2 separate regions of the Hordeum vulgare genome follow, and region 1 is linked to region 2. Evidence: chromatin contacts called from public Hi-C data. All regions are on one chromosome and are shown on one strand. Each heading gives the region's core, a stretch centred on a gene start, on an enhancer-like site or on the middle of the called end of the contact. The rest is flanking DNA. Distances are from core to core; before and after follow the strand shown. Region 1 holds the start of LOC123403431 (calcium sensing receptor, chloroplastic). Region 2 holds the start of LOC123403425 (H/ACA ribonucleoprotein complex subunit 2-like protein).

Evidence for each region. A called contact is a pair of places that touch in the nucleus more often than the background predicts.
Region 1: a Hi-C map of seedling shows a contact between it and region 2, with 6 times the contacts expected there. The contact joins the promoter of LOC123403431 here to the promoter of LOC123403425 in region 2. A contact is called at or near these places in 2 of 6 Hi-C or Micro-C datasets (leaf and seedling).

What each region holds. Positions count from the first base shown.
Region 1 is chr6H:488,810,956-488,814,094 of MorexV3_pseudomolecules_assembly, reverse strand. It overlaps LOC123403431 (calcium sensing receptor, chloroplastic), which reads left to right and starts at 1,309. Exons shown (of 6, transcript XM_045097368.1): 1 at 1,309-1,624; 2 at 1,730-1,963; 3 at 2,040-2,223; 4 at 2,350-2,491; 5 at 2,611-2,742; 6 at 2,840-3,139. The coding sequence starts at 1,421. The coding sequence ends at 3,104.
Region 2 is chr6H:488,448,298-488,451,865 of MorexV3_pseudomolecules_assembly, reverse strand. LOC123403425 (H/ACA ribonucleoprotein complex subunit 2-like protein) reads left to right here and starts at 1,397. Exons shown (of 4, transcript XM_045097362.1): 1 at 1,397-1,596; 2 at 1,689-1,758; 3 at 2,079-2,184; 4 at 3,320-3,568. The coding sequence starts at 1,482. The coding sequence ends at 3,481. LOC123403424 reads right to left here and starts at 1,147. Exons shown (of 8, transcript XM_045097361.1): 1 at 1,106-1,147; 2 at 859-1,005; 3 at 75-395. The coding sequence starts at 1,121.

The DNA.
Region 1 (3,139 bases), core at 60-2,559, 360 kb before region 2:
AAAAAAAGTCATTAAAAATAACCAATTTTCTTTAAAAAAATGTTAGTTGTAAAAAAGAAACTGAATGAATCTGAAACTCAAATGAAACTTAAACATTGCTGGAAAGTTTAAGTAGGAATGCTTGGTAATGAAAAAAACCACGCAACACAACTATGAATTGCCGGCCATGGTGCAATCACGTGAAGCGTTTGGCCAACGGAACGATGGACTTTGCATCAAATAGGAGGTGAGAGGGATCGTGTGGTTAATGTTGTTTTATGATGTTCATTTACAAGCGATATAGTGTGGTGAATCCTATTTAGCACATGTTTATAGGCAAATTTGATAACCCGCGCCTACAACGCGTTATCTAGGCTTGGCCCATCTTCTGTTATAACACAAAAAGAAAACCAGCGTTGTTACGATTCAAACCCACGACAGTAGTATAATGGAGTAACCTCTCCACCGCACCGCGTTAGGTGCTGAGGTAATGCTTCTTCCCGTATTTCTTCTTTCCCCTTACATATTTTCTTTTTTCTTTTTCGTTTTCACTTTTTACCTTTTTTCTTCTTTGTTTTTATTGTTTTTTTAATTATGATGAACAAGTTTTTTTGATAAATTATGAGGAACTTTATTCAAAATGGATGAATTTTTTCACCATTGATGAACTTCTTTTTATAAAAATCAACGACTTTTCCAAAAAATTGATGAACTTTTTCTTAAATATATGATTTTGTTTTGAACTCTGTGAACTTTTTTCAAAATCAACGAACTTTCTAAAAAAATGATGAACTTTTATCAAATTCGATGAACTTTTTTTTAAAATTGATGATTTATTTCAAAATATGTGAACTTTTTTCAAAATGATGAACTTTTATAAAATTCGATGAAATTTTCCGAATTAATGAACGCTTTTAAATTTTGATGAGCTTTTTATAAAAAATGGTGAACTTTTTTCAAATTCGGTGAACATTTTTTAAAATCAATAATCATTTTTTAAAATTCGATTGACTTTATAAAAATTGGATGAACTTTTTCACAATCAATGAATTTTTTCAAAACACCAATTTCTGATTTTTAGTTTCTTTTTTTCTTTTTATTAAAGTCAATGGTTATAGGGCCGTCCCAGCATGGGCCGTTGCAGGCGATAGGAACGGAAACGGGCGCCTGCAGCGCCATATAGGAGCACCCATATACCGGTCCCAAAAAAACAAAAATAAAAAAGCAAGCGATATACCGCGCATCGGCATCAATTTAGGGATACCAATTACGAGACCGTCCGATGGCCGACGGCCGATAGCATCCTCTCCTTGCCACACAAACGGAAAAATGCGCCAAAGAAGTCTCAGCCATAGACACTGCCGTAGCTGCGGCTGCGCGCGCTTGTGTGGCCGAGAGAGCAGCGCTGGTGGGTAGACTGTACGGCGAGCAAGCCGGAGCCATGGCCTTCACCCCCACGTCGGTGTCGGCCACCCTGCCGCCGTCGGCTCCTCCTCCTCCGGCGGCCACCAAGGGCACGCCCCGCCGGGCGCCATGGAATGCCCCGCCGATGGCCGCCTCGCCCACGGCTGCATTGCTGGCCGTGACGCCGGCCGCGCACGCCGCGGCGTTCTCCAAGGAGGAAGTCGCCGGGTCGTTCACCAAGGTACGCGCGCCGACGCCCATGGGTAAACTCTTGTTTGAGCTCCGGATTTTATTATCCAGTGGCATTGCGGCTGAGTGCTCGCGCGATTGGTTGCTTGCTGGGTAGGCGGTGGACACGGTGGATGTGGTGATCGGCGTCGGCGGCCAGGTGGCCGAGCAGTCCTTTGTCGTGCTCAGGGCGCTAGTCGAGGCCGCGAAGCCGGCGCTGCCGGTTCTGCAGAGCGCCGGTGAGCAGGCCCTGAAGCTCGCCTCCCCGGTGGTCTCTGACGCCTCCAGGCAGGCCACGGAGGCGCTCCAGGGCGCCGGCGTCGACCTTGCCCCCCTCCAGTCTGCTTTTAAGGTACGGCCACTCGCAGTCTCGGGCGACTCCTTAATCAGCATCGAGGTTCACTCAATGACGCCGCTCTCTCCGGTAGACGTTCGCAGATGCGGCGCAGCCGGCCATCGGCGCCGCGAAGCCGATCGCCTCCGAGACCGTCCAGACCATCGGGTCTCTGGAAGGCACGGACTATGTCGTGGCCGCCGGAGCCGCGTTCCTCGCGTACCTGCTCCTTCCGCCGGCCTGGTCCCTGCTCTCATACGGCCTACGCGGCTACAAAGGTTCTTCCACTGCTCAGTGCTCACCCTGTTGCTGCACTCCATGTGTCATCGGAAACCATTTTGTACCATCTCTCACTCTGCTGCTGCTGCTGCTGCTGCATTGCATTTGCATCCTGTGTGATTCAGGTGACCTGAACCCAGCTCAAGCTCTGGACATGGTCACCTCCCAAGGTTACCTTATCATCGACGTGCGAAGCGAGAACGACAAGGGCAAAGCCGGCGTGCCGCAGCTCCCCTCCAACGCAAAGAACAAGATCATCTCTCTGCCGTGCGCATTCTTCCTTTCCTCTCAAATAACCCCAAAATTACATAGTAGGAGAAACCATACGATTCTGGTTCCATCCATTGGAAATGATGAAAAAATCCCACCATTTTTAACCATGTCAGTCTGGAAGAACTTCCGAACAAGATAAAGGGCATGGTGCGCAACGCGAAGCGAGCAGAGGCGGAGATCGCCGCGCTGAAGATCTCGTACCTCAAGAGGATCGGCAAGGGCTCCAACATCGTCGTCATGGACTCGTCGGTGCACCGAGCGACAACGCCCTGCATTTGCTTCTCAAGATGAACTCACACAGTAACCCCTCTGACCTATGACATGTCTGCCTCGGAAATGCAGGTACGGTGACAACTCAAAGATTGTGGCCAAGACACTCAACAGCGTGGGGTTCAAGAACTGCTGGGTCATGGCCGGCGGCTTCTCCGGCCGGAAAGGGTGGGCGCAGAGCCGCCTTGGGACGGATTCCTACAACCTTTCCGTTGTCGAAGTCATCAAGCCGTCGCGGGTGATTCCGGCGGCCGCTGAAAGGTTCGTGACGGTGTCGTCGACTTCGACTCCCTCCAGGACGACTCGCAAGCTTCTCCCTGGCAGTGTGGACAACTGAAAAATGATCTGAACTCTGAAGAAATGCAGAATCAT
Region 2 (3,568 bases), core at 148-2,647:
GAAAAGATCAACGTCACTCATCATGATTGAAAGGTAGTTCAGCAGTGAAAGTGGAAACTAGGAAACAATCTTACTGTTTAGAGTTTCTTTATCTAGGTTTTCATGAAGGATAGCATCTGCATCATTGGGCTCAACAGAGCTCTTCCCTTCCTTCGCCTTCTTTTTCTTCTTCTTCAGCTTCATTGTTCCAGCATCATTACTATCCAACGGACTTTGTACCTCGATAGGACTTTTGCTTTCCTTTAACTGCTTTTTGTTCTTCTTCTTCAGCTTAGGCGTTGCCTCATCCTCATTGAGAGTCACCAAATTATCCGCCTTGGAACGACTGCTTATTACTTTGGCATGCTTAGTTTTCTTCTTTTGCTTCATCAATACAGTTTTCTTGCTTCCTTTGTCTAAGAACAAGAGACAAGAGATAAACCGTTATTATACTAGTAGAAGAAATATAACCCCATTTCAGCTTTGACAATACTTGACAACCATATATAACACCTACTCCCTCCGTCCCATAATGTAAGACGTTTTCCAACACTACACAAGTGTAAAAAAACGTCTTATATTATGGGACAGAGGGAGTAGTAAACAACTCAAAGAGCTGGAACCAAAAAAATTGACAAGCATTCAGAAAATGAGATGGATCTCATGCTACTTCTTTCATGCACATGAGACACTGACGAGTACCACTGTTTTCAGAACACCGATTCTGTACTACCACTGAATCATTGCCTCTACCCTTTGGTGTGGTGATAAATCGACATTTTTAAGCATGCACAAAATCCACTCTAGGCTGAGCCTAACCACCACTGATCCTCCAAAACAAAATGGCAGGGGATAACACGAAACAGTCACTGGCAATACCTTCCACGATAGCATGTCCGGCAGCGCCCTCGCTCTCAACCGCAGCATCTAAAACTCTGTCCTTCTTCTTCTTCAGCAGCTTCCTCTTCACTCCAAGCCCAAGCGCCAGCTTCTTATCGACCTTGGCTTCCCGCGAAGCCTTCTTGTCTACAAAGCAGCGAATTCTTTTTATACTTTCGCCTCCCAAATTCGAGCTAATTCAATCGAGAAGCAACAGGGTGCGTGCAGGAAGGGGAAATCTCCGCACCTTTGGACTTGCCCATGCTGAGAACAAATCAGCAATAAGGCTTCCACGAGACAGACGCGAAGAGGGGGCGGCGGAGGCGGAGAAGTCCTCGTCGGCGGCTGCTGCTGGGTGTCGGCGTCGGGGAGCTGCGAGGCGCGCGGTAGGGTTTGGGCGTCTCTATGGGTTTCTTTCTACCGGGCTTAACTGCCCACGAGCATGAGCATTTGTGCAGGTGGGCCTAGTTTTACCCGGGCCCACAGTGCAGGCCCAAAGCCCCTTTTAATAGCGAGCGGCTTCGCGTGCCGATTCCTAAAACCCTAGCTCCACCACCACCCTCCTAAACCCGCGAGCTCACCAAGGAGGCGGCGGCGGCGGCGACAGCAGCAGCAGAGAAACTATGGGGAGCGACACGGAGACGGAGAAGAAGAAGACCCCGGTGGCGCTGGCGCCCATCGCCAAGCCGCTCGCCGGCAAGAAGCTCTCCAAGAAAACCCTCAAGCTCGTTCGCCGAGGTTCGTGGGATTTTCCCCGCTCCCTCTTTTGCCCAAATCAGGTTTTCCTTGGTTCAGTCGTGATTGTGGTTTGTTGCCTCCGTGTTTTGCAGCCTCGGAGGCCAAGTGCCTGAAGCGCGGGGTCAAGGAGGTGGTCAAGAGCATCCGCCGTGGGAGCAAAGGGTTAGTACAGTATTTCTAGTTCCTCCTGTGTGCTGTGTACAGTACCTCGTTTGACTTGCTTATGAGTTGTTGTCTAGTAGAGTGAACAACATTGGTCACGCGAAACGTGCGTTATGACCGAATACATACTGAAAGATGTAGTGTGCTATTCTTGTTGATGATGAAACTGACTGTTTGCCACTGTATGAGGTTAATGACTAGGGGTGTGCTTATTTAGGTTGTGATTTGGATCGATACTGTTGCTGCGTTTTTTTATGAATCAATCGTTCAGTGGCTTACTTGCATGATGTCATTGACATATGTGGCTCTGTTTGATGCAGGTTGTGTGTAATTGCTGGAAACATCTCTCCTATCGATGTGATTACACATCTTCCCATACTTTGTGAGGAAGCCAATGTCCCATACATATATGTGACATCAAAAGAGGTTTGCTGCATTTCCTCTACATTATTTATGTTTATTTTGTTGCAATTATATATGTGAAATCAGATTCTCACCATCAATTAGTTTTTTGTTTGAACATCGAAAGAAAGCACCCTTCTGTCTTTCTGATAGCAGTAATGCCCACTCTATTTAGTTGAAGCCTGTTTGTTTTCTCGACTTTGGTACCTTGAACAATGGTTTTCCTCTCTGGCCATATCACATCTAAGGAGCACAGCATAGTTGTCTTGTCATTTGCTTTTGAAGTGTTCTATTTAATTAGCTGTGCTGGAGCTAATGAGAAAAGAAACATCTCTTGAGCCTTGACATTTTGTTTGTCCACTTTACTTTACTTGAATTAGAATCAGATGGTCTTTATGTTCTAAAGATTGTGTTTGTACCTTATTTTCCGTTGAGTCAAAATAGACCTAATGGGGTTGCTTTACCAGTTTATCAGTCTGAAGTAGACAGTCTGTATTGGGTTGAAAAAAATGTTTGATAATTTTGGTCACCCATTTGCCCTTGCATGCTTTTATCATTTGAGATAGGTTGCATATTTTATTTTTGAACTATGTTTTTATAACTGTATTGCTGTACCCAGCCCGTGTCACAGGCCAACATATCATTTACAGGCCTGAAACTTGCATATTGCCTTTACATATATACCCTATCTCATTAATCTTCCCTATGGCCTACTCTAAGTTTGGCAGACCAAGATGGTTGCTGGCAGGTCTTGACAGCATAGGGTTCTAAATTCGGTTTGTATGTTGGTCCATTTATGTTACCCATTTGCCACAAGAACTTCTCGCCCCATTTTGTTTTTTTCCTTGAAATGAAACTGTAAGTTTCTTGCATGTCCCTACTCATTTGGTCCTATGGTTTCCTTGAGAAGTCTGTCTCGTGCCTGTACATAGCCCATGTTACATGCAAGCTTGAAACAGTTCCAAGCCTGATGTTAAGAAACTTGACACATTTGGCTTTTCAAACATGTCCGTTGTCAAAGTAAAATGCATAGTATCAGGTACCAGTTATTTGCCTTCTTATCACCACAAAAGTAGAAGGAATAACAACAAGTATGGTAGTGCAGTAGAGAAAATGACCTTGAGATTAAGCTAATGTAATGTGGTTACCTCCTGTACAGGAGCTTGCAACCGCGGGTACTACCAAGAGGCCCACCTGCTGCGTGTTGGTGATGACCAAGCCAGCCAAGGGGGAGATCACTGAAGAGGTGAAGGAGAAACTGGAATCGGAATACAAGCAGGTTGTAACTGAAGTCGCTGAGGTTACATCTTCTATGTTCTGAGAACATTTCCATGGCCAGCCTGGAGGAACCATGAACATCTTTCTGTCTGTATTATGTAGCATGATTTTGTCACCCTATCGTTGCTAG